2 separate regions of the Rattus norvegicus genome follow, and region 2 is linked to region 1. The links are chromatin contacts, called in public Hi-C maps. All regions are on one chromosome and are shown on one strand. The core of a region is the stretch at or near the end of the contact, and the rest is flanking DNA. Distances in the headings are between cores, read along the strand shown. Region 1 has its middle 130 kb from the start of Mir1. Region 2 holds the start of Gata6 (GATA binding protein 6).

Region 1 (3,017 bases), core at 79-2,578:
AGACTTTTGCTTTGTTGAGACAGTCTCCCATGGCTCAGGTTGGCCTCAAGCTTCAGGCAAGCCTCCTGCTGAGCATATAAATGCACCTTGATGTCCTTGACCAAGGGGGCAGGAGAGTAGGGTTTTCTCCTTGGCTTGTCCTCAGGCTGAAGACATGCGAGCAAATGCTACAAGGAAAACTGTCAGCTGGAAACCAAACACTGGGAAATATGAATCCAAAGAGAGAAATTACTATCGAATTGCCACAGCAGCAAAGGGGCTGCACACAAATATATCCGCCACCAATGTATCAAAGTGGGTGCCACTGGCAATGTCAGAAAGCCCTGTGCATGTGCACACGTGTAAGTATATGACAATCTACTTACACACGTGTTTGTGTAGCCTGTGCCGAGCTGTGTTGTTCAGCCATACGTCTTATAAATTTCTCTTTCAGAAAATAATATCAAACAATTTTATTTTTATTTATTTATCTGTTCCTTTACTTTCGAGAGTCCTGCTGTAGCTCTGGTTGGGCTGAAACTAGCTATGAGTTCTGAGCTGATCTGTAGCTCACGGCACCTTTCATGCTTCAGCCTACCAAGTGCTAAAGCCACATGACTGAGCCACCTCGCTGGCTGCTCAGGAAACACTTTTTAAACAACCTCATTTTCAAGGGCCAGAAATCGGGACTAGCTGGATTCAGCCTTTGGAAGTCCAGCGAACAGCTCTCCTGCTACGCCCTGTCAGACACCAAGAGCCCAGTGAGCTGAGGCTGGCTGGAGGCGGCCCACCTCTGCCTGGGTCTTCCCCACTCTTGTCCCCTGGCCCCAGCAGCAGCCCATCCTGGGGCCTGAGCCAGGTACTTCCCTGAGCTTTCCACAGAGTCTGCCAGCAGCCCTCGGCTCCCAGATCTGTGTAGCATTGCTTCAGGGGAGAAAACAGCAGGTCTAGAGTTCTACCCAAGTGACTTGGCAACCAGAGAGAGAACTCTGCCCTGGCCACTGGGAAACACTGACTTTCTAGAGATTTCTGAGTCATGTGGGAGGAAAAACAAGTGCAGGTGCAAATTTTCCTATTCATATATAGGAAACAGAAGGCTGGGGGCTTAAAGAAAATACATTTAAATTCAAAATGAGGTAAATAGGACTCTCCTGAGAGAGTCCTCTGCCCATCAGTTCCAGGACCACCAACCAACCTCTTCCGCAGTGACACCCAGGACTCTACCCACAGAGAGTCCTCCACCCAAATGTGAAAGCATGTCAACTTTCCTTTCCCAGAGTGTCAGTCACACAGGGCATGGTGGCACATCCCTACAGTCACTGCACTTGGGAGATGGTGGCCGGAGGATCAGGAGTTCAAGGTCATCCGCAGTTATGTGCCAAGTTTGAGGCCATGGCCACACTGGCCTACATGAGGCCCTGCCAAAATAAAGCAAAAATGGTTCAGTCCTATAAATTGTTTCTTCTTTTGACCTTACAGGTCTTTCTTGTGCCCACCCCGAGGACCCCATTCCTAGTCCGCCCTGTTCACCAGCATGTGGCATCAGCCTGGCTTCTACAGTCACAGGCCAGGGGAAATTAAATCCATCTGTACTGACTTCAGTTCCTGTGCATTAGACCAAAGCCCGGAAGGCTCAGTGGCCAGCTAGAGGTGAGGGGAAATGGAACTCATTTTGATGATGAGGTCTTGGTGCTTTTTAAATTTGAAATGGAAAGAGAAAATGCTTTCGCTGGTGCAGTACAGCCATAAACATGTGCCCTTGCTTGTGGAGGTAAGATGTGAAGCAAACAATTTGCCTTTTTAATCACATTGACTACTTTCCATGACACTTTCACAAGGTGGTGCAGCCATCCCCACCACACTCCTCTGGAACATTCTCCCTCTCCAACTGAAACCCTAACAATCCCTACCCATGTCCTCCAGCTCCTGACAAGCACAATCCTGCCTTCTGTCTCTTTGGGGGCATGCAACCAGTCTTACAGAAGATCACGCAGCAGCTATCATCTGCACGATTGTTTCATTTAGCAAAAGCAGTTTTCAGAACCACCCATGCATGCTTTATGAGAATTCTGTCCCCTTTTCAGGCTGAATGTAGCCTACTGAGGACATAAGCTTTCAGATCTGTTCTCTGTCTGTGAACGTTTACATTGTTTCTCCTTTCAGCTGTCGTAACAAGTCTGTTATGGACATGAATCAGAATTTTGTTTGTGTAAGAGATTATTGCTGTGATAGTGGTGGGGAACTTTTTGGGTTTTTGTTTTTGGGGGGTTTTGTTTGTTTGTTTGTTTGTTTTTTAAAGATGAGATCTTAAACTGTCTGGGATCACTTTGAATTTACTATGTAGCTGAGGCTGGCCTGGAACCCATCACCCAAGTGCTGGGATTGCAGGATTGTGCCAACAACACATCTCAAATAGTGTGTGTGAGTGTGCATGTGACTGTATGTGTGTGTGAGTTTGTGTCTGAGTGAATGTGTGTGAGTTCATGTTAGTGAATTGTGAGAGTGTGTGTGATTATGTATGTGTGTGTATGTGAGTGAGTGTGTGTGCATTGTGTGTGTGCAAATGTGTGTATGTGAATGTATGTGTGCAGTTATATGCATGTGGAGGTTAGGAGGACAGCTTTGGAGACTCAGTCCTCTCCTTTTGGAGGGAGGGACTTGAGATAGGGTACCACTATGTATCCTTGTTAGCCTTGATCTCATTGAGATCTGGCTGTTTCTGCCTCCTGAGTGATGGAATTAAAGATATGCACACATTCCCCCACCCCCAGTGCCTCTTCTCTTCAACATAGGCCCCTGAGATTGGACTCAGGTGTCCATAGACTTGTGCTTTTGCCCGTGAAGCCACCTCACCAGGCCAGTAATATTTCTCAACACTTAAAGTGTCCATGTCCCACATACAGACTGCCTTATGCTTATGGGGAAAGCTAGTAAGACAAGTCAGCCAGCATAATCAGCAGAAGGTGTAGCTCTGTGGCCAAGTGCCTGCCTAGGTGTATGTGTGGGGGGGGGTGTCTCATCCAACAAAAACAGACCGA
Region 2 (3,208 bases), core at 657-3,156, 170 kb before region 1:
CTGCTCCAGTGTCCCCGGCGCGCGCCCCCACACTGCGGCGAGATCTGATCCTTACCTGCGCTGGGGCCTCGTGGCACCGGGAGTGGAGCTCCCGCGCGGCTCTGTAAACTGTGGAGCACCGGCGTTTCGAAGGGTCCCGCTGGCCAGGCGGGAGTCAGAGGAGCGCCCATGTAGGGCGAGTAGGTCGGGTGGTGATGATGGTGGTGGTGGTACGTCCCGTTCAGCGGCCTGGCTGCGGACAGCGAGCTGTACTGGTGCTCCCGGCCACCCATGGCCGCCAGGCTGCCGCCACCGCCACTCACGCTACCCGCGCCCGCGCCGCCCGCAGCCACGTAGCCCCCGGGGTCCCGCGCGGCGCCGTTGGCCATGGGCGGGCTGGGCGAGTAGGGGAAGCGTGCAGAGGCGTGGGCTGTGGCTGATCCCGCACCTCCGGGTCCGGCCGCGCCGCCGCCCGCTGCACCACCCCCGCCATACGGGGGGCTGTCGGCGGAGGCCTGGGGCCAGCCCGGGTGGGCGCCCGCGCCGCCCGCGTGATTGCTGGGCCCGCTGCCCGCCCCCTGCAGGTAAGGCAGGCCGGGCAGCATGGAGCCCACGCGTGTGGTGGGCACGTAGACCGGAGAGCTGGCTGCCGCGGCCGCCGCGGCCGCCGCAGCTGCGGAGTGTACGAAGCCGCCGGGCGCGCCGTCGTAAGCGGCGGGCCCCTGGCTGGACAGAGCGGCGAGCGTCTGGTACATTTCCTCCGGCTGCTCGGCCGCGAAGGGACTCAGCTTGGCGCCCCGGCTGGACCACAGCAGCTTGCTGGCGGTCGCGGCCTGATCGAGGTCAGTGAAGAGCAACAGGTCCTCCCAAGTCGACAGGGCGCTCCCGGGGCCAGCGACCCCGGGCGCCGCGGCTCCGTGAGCAGCGGCGAAGGGATGGGAAGTGTAGGGGCTGAGCAAGAGCGAGCGGCCCGGAGGTCCCGCCACCGCCTCAGTGTCGAGCTGCGGCGTCCTGCAGTTGCTGGCGCCGCAGGGACCACGATCCCCACCCCGGGAGCAGGAGGAGGAAGAGGACGAGATGGGGGAGAGCGGCGAGGAGGGCTCCCGCGCTGGAAAGGGCCCAGAGTCGCCGGCGTCCGCAGCAGCAGCCCCGAAACGCTTCGGCAGGCACCAGCCGCCGTCAGTCAAGGCCATCCACTGTCCGGCGCTGCTCCAACCTGACTTTTGGTTCCTAGGGTGGGATTGAGGAACAAGACGGGAAGACAGAAAAAGTGGACTTACTTACTGTCTACAAACATGCTTCACTCCCTCACCCAACCCTCTCCTAGTTTAGGGCATTCCTTAAACATCCTACTTCTGCCCCGTGTTTGATGGGTTAGAAAACAGTAATTGAAATTTGTGCAGCAGCCAAGGTATTCTGGACAACTAGGGTGCCTCTCCGTCACCCAGGACACGTGTCCCCGAGCCCTCCTATCCCACCCCTCCATAGCATCCATCCTCTCTGCAAAGCGCGCCAGAACCCAAGAGTGACCTCGAAGCCGGCCGGGATTTTCCTTCTGTCTCAGATTGGCTAACTCTGAGCCGATGATACGAAAGAATTTAATGTGTGTCAAGGCTGTCTCACCCTGCCTCCTTGTAGGCGCCCCTTTCTTGGGATGCCTCACTGAGAGAGTTCCGCGTGTAAAAATAGCTAGAAAAGACAACCTGTCCCCGAAAACGAAACCGCCGCTTTTTCTCGGAGCTTCCCGGACCTGCTGACCAGATCCAACGCGAGCTCCAGAAAAAGTTACCCAGCCCAGAGAAAGTGGGATGCCAGGAAAGTCGTAAGGACCTAGGAAACAGTGCTGGAAACCCACTCGGCAAAACCTCACGTCCAACCACGTCCAGGCCAACGGTACACCTTAAACACAGACCGCCTCACAACCACCAGCGCGCTCACTCAGGCCAGCCGGGCCACCCCCCCGGGCCACCCCCATGGTCAACCCCAGCGGGGAAAAGGCCAGATCGTGCAGGAATTGGACATAGTAGGGTGGAGCAGAGCACAGAGAAAAGGAGGGGGAAACGCAAGAGGGGAGGGGAGTGAGACCGCCCCAGAGCCGAGGCCACCCCAAAGGGGAGAGCAGGAAGAATGACAGGGAGACTTGGAGGGGGTGGGGAGCCAGGCAGGCCTCCACTGGGCTGCTTTTCCAAATCGCTTAGGCTCATCGGAGATAACCACACTAAAATTAACACACAGACCCGGGCAAGGTAGCAAGAAAGAAGTTTCTCTGCCCACTGGACTACAGGCTCCCGCCCCTTGGCGCTGTGATAACTCAGAGATAAGCTGCGGGCAGATAAGCACGGAAGGGGGGGACGGAGGGGGGAGGCTGGTCCGGAGTATCCCAGGAACCTCGGAGTCCCTGCAATCCTCTAGAGCGAAGGAGGGGACACCCTCGGAACCGATCACAGCCCAGGAAAGGCCACAGAGCTGGAGGCCCGTAGAGTTGGAAGGGAGAGGAAGGAGTAAACAAAGAAGGAAGCAGCCGAACCTCGGGCGAACGACGTGTGTGAAGAACGGCCGCGGCCGAGGGTGCTCCGGGACGCGGAGAGAGTCGGAGGGCGCCGGCGGGAGACCGAGAGTCCAGGGTCTGCTAGTCGCTGCTGGTGAATAAAAGGGAGAGAGGAGGCGCCTCTTACTGCTCTGCCGGAAAACTGCAGCCTGCGCTCCTGATTGGACTCACCGAGCCCTAAACAAACAGCGCTCGCCGAAGGGTGCCAGGCTGTGGGTCGGAACTGCTCTCTACAAGCTGCTGGGTGCGGAGGTGAAGAGAAGGAGGAGGGATCCAGGGGAGGAGAAAAAAGCGGGTGGGGAGGGGACGGGCAGGGGGAGGGGAGTGCTGCCCTAGCGGACAATAAGAGCTAGGCAGCCTGCGGGCGTGGGCTGAGCTCCTAGCCCTGTCCTCAGAGTCAGGGCGAGTCCGCCCCGGGGGCGCCCAGCTAGGGAAGGGGCAGCAGCATGCCTGACCTGGCCAGCGACCCATATTCATCCAGCGCTGGAACACATCCTCGGGTCCCCAGTTACACACACGCACACAAGCGCGCGCGCGCGCGCGCGCACACACACACACACACACACACACACACACACACACACACACACACACACACACGAGTCACACCCGGGGCAGAAGGGGGAGGAAAACTTGGCTTGGGAGAAGCTGGATCTTCATAGACCCGCACTGACCGCCGCC

The links. A called contact is a pair of places that touch in the nucleus more often than the background predicts.
Region 2: a contact with region 1 is called in a Hi-C map of liver, with 2.5 times the contacts expected there. The contact joins the promoter of Gata6 here to the enhancer-like site in region 1. A contact is called at or near these places in 2 of 12 Hi-C or Micro-C datasets (kidney and liver).

The regions. Positions count from the first base shown.
Region 1 is chr18:2,285,557-2,288,573 of GRCr8, reverse strand. No RefSeq gene overlaps it. Among named protein-coding and RNA genes, the nearest start is that of Mir1, 130 kb to the right of the region's middle. Within about 2 kb of position 1,328, at least 1 of the 93 cell types and tissues checked has an H3K27ac peak or open chromatin away from gene starts, as enhancers often do. A contact at or near this core is called in liver, where this site is marked.
Region 2 is chr18:2,459,607-2,462,814 of GRCr8, reverse strand. It overlaps Gata6 (GATA binding protein 6), which reads right to left and starts at 1,906. Exons shown (of 7, transcript NM_019185.2): 1 at 1,810-1,906; 2 at 56-1,209. The coding sequence starts at 1,172. It overlaps LOC100909782 (a long non-coding RNA gene), which reads left to right and starts at 2,638. Exons shown (of 4, transcript XR_010059773.1): 1 at 2,638-2,779.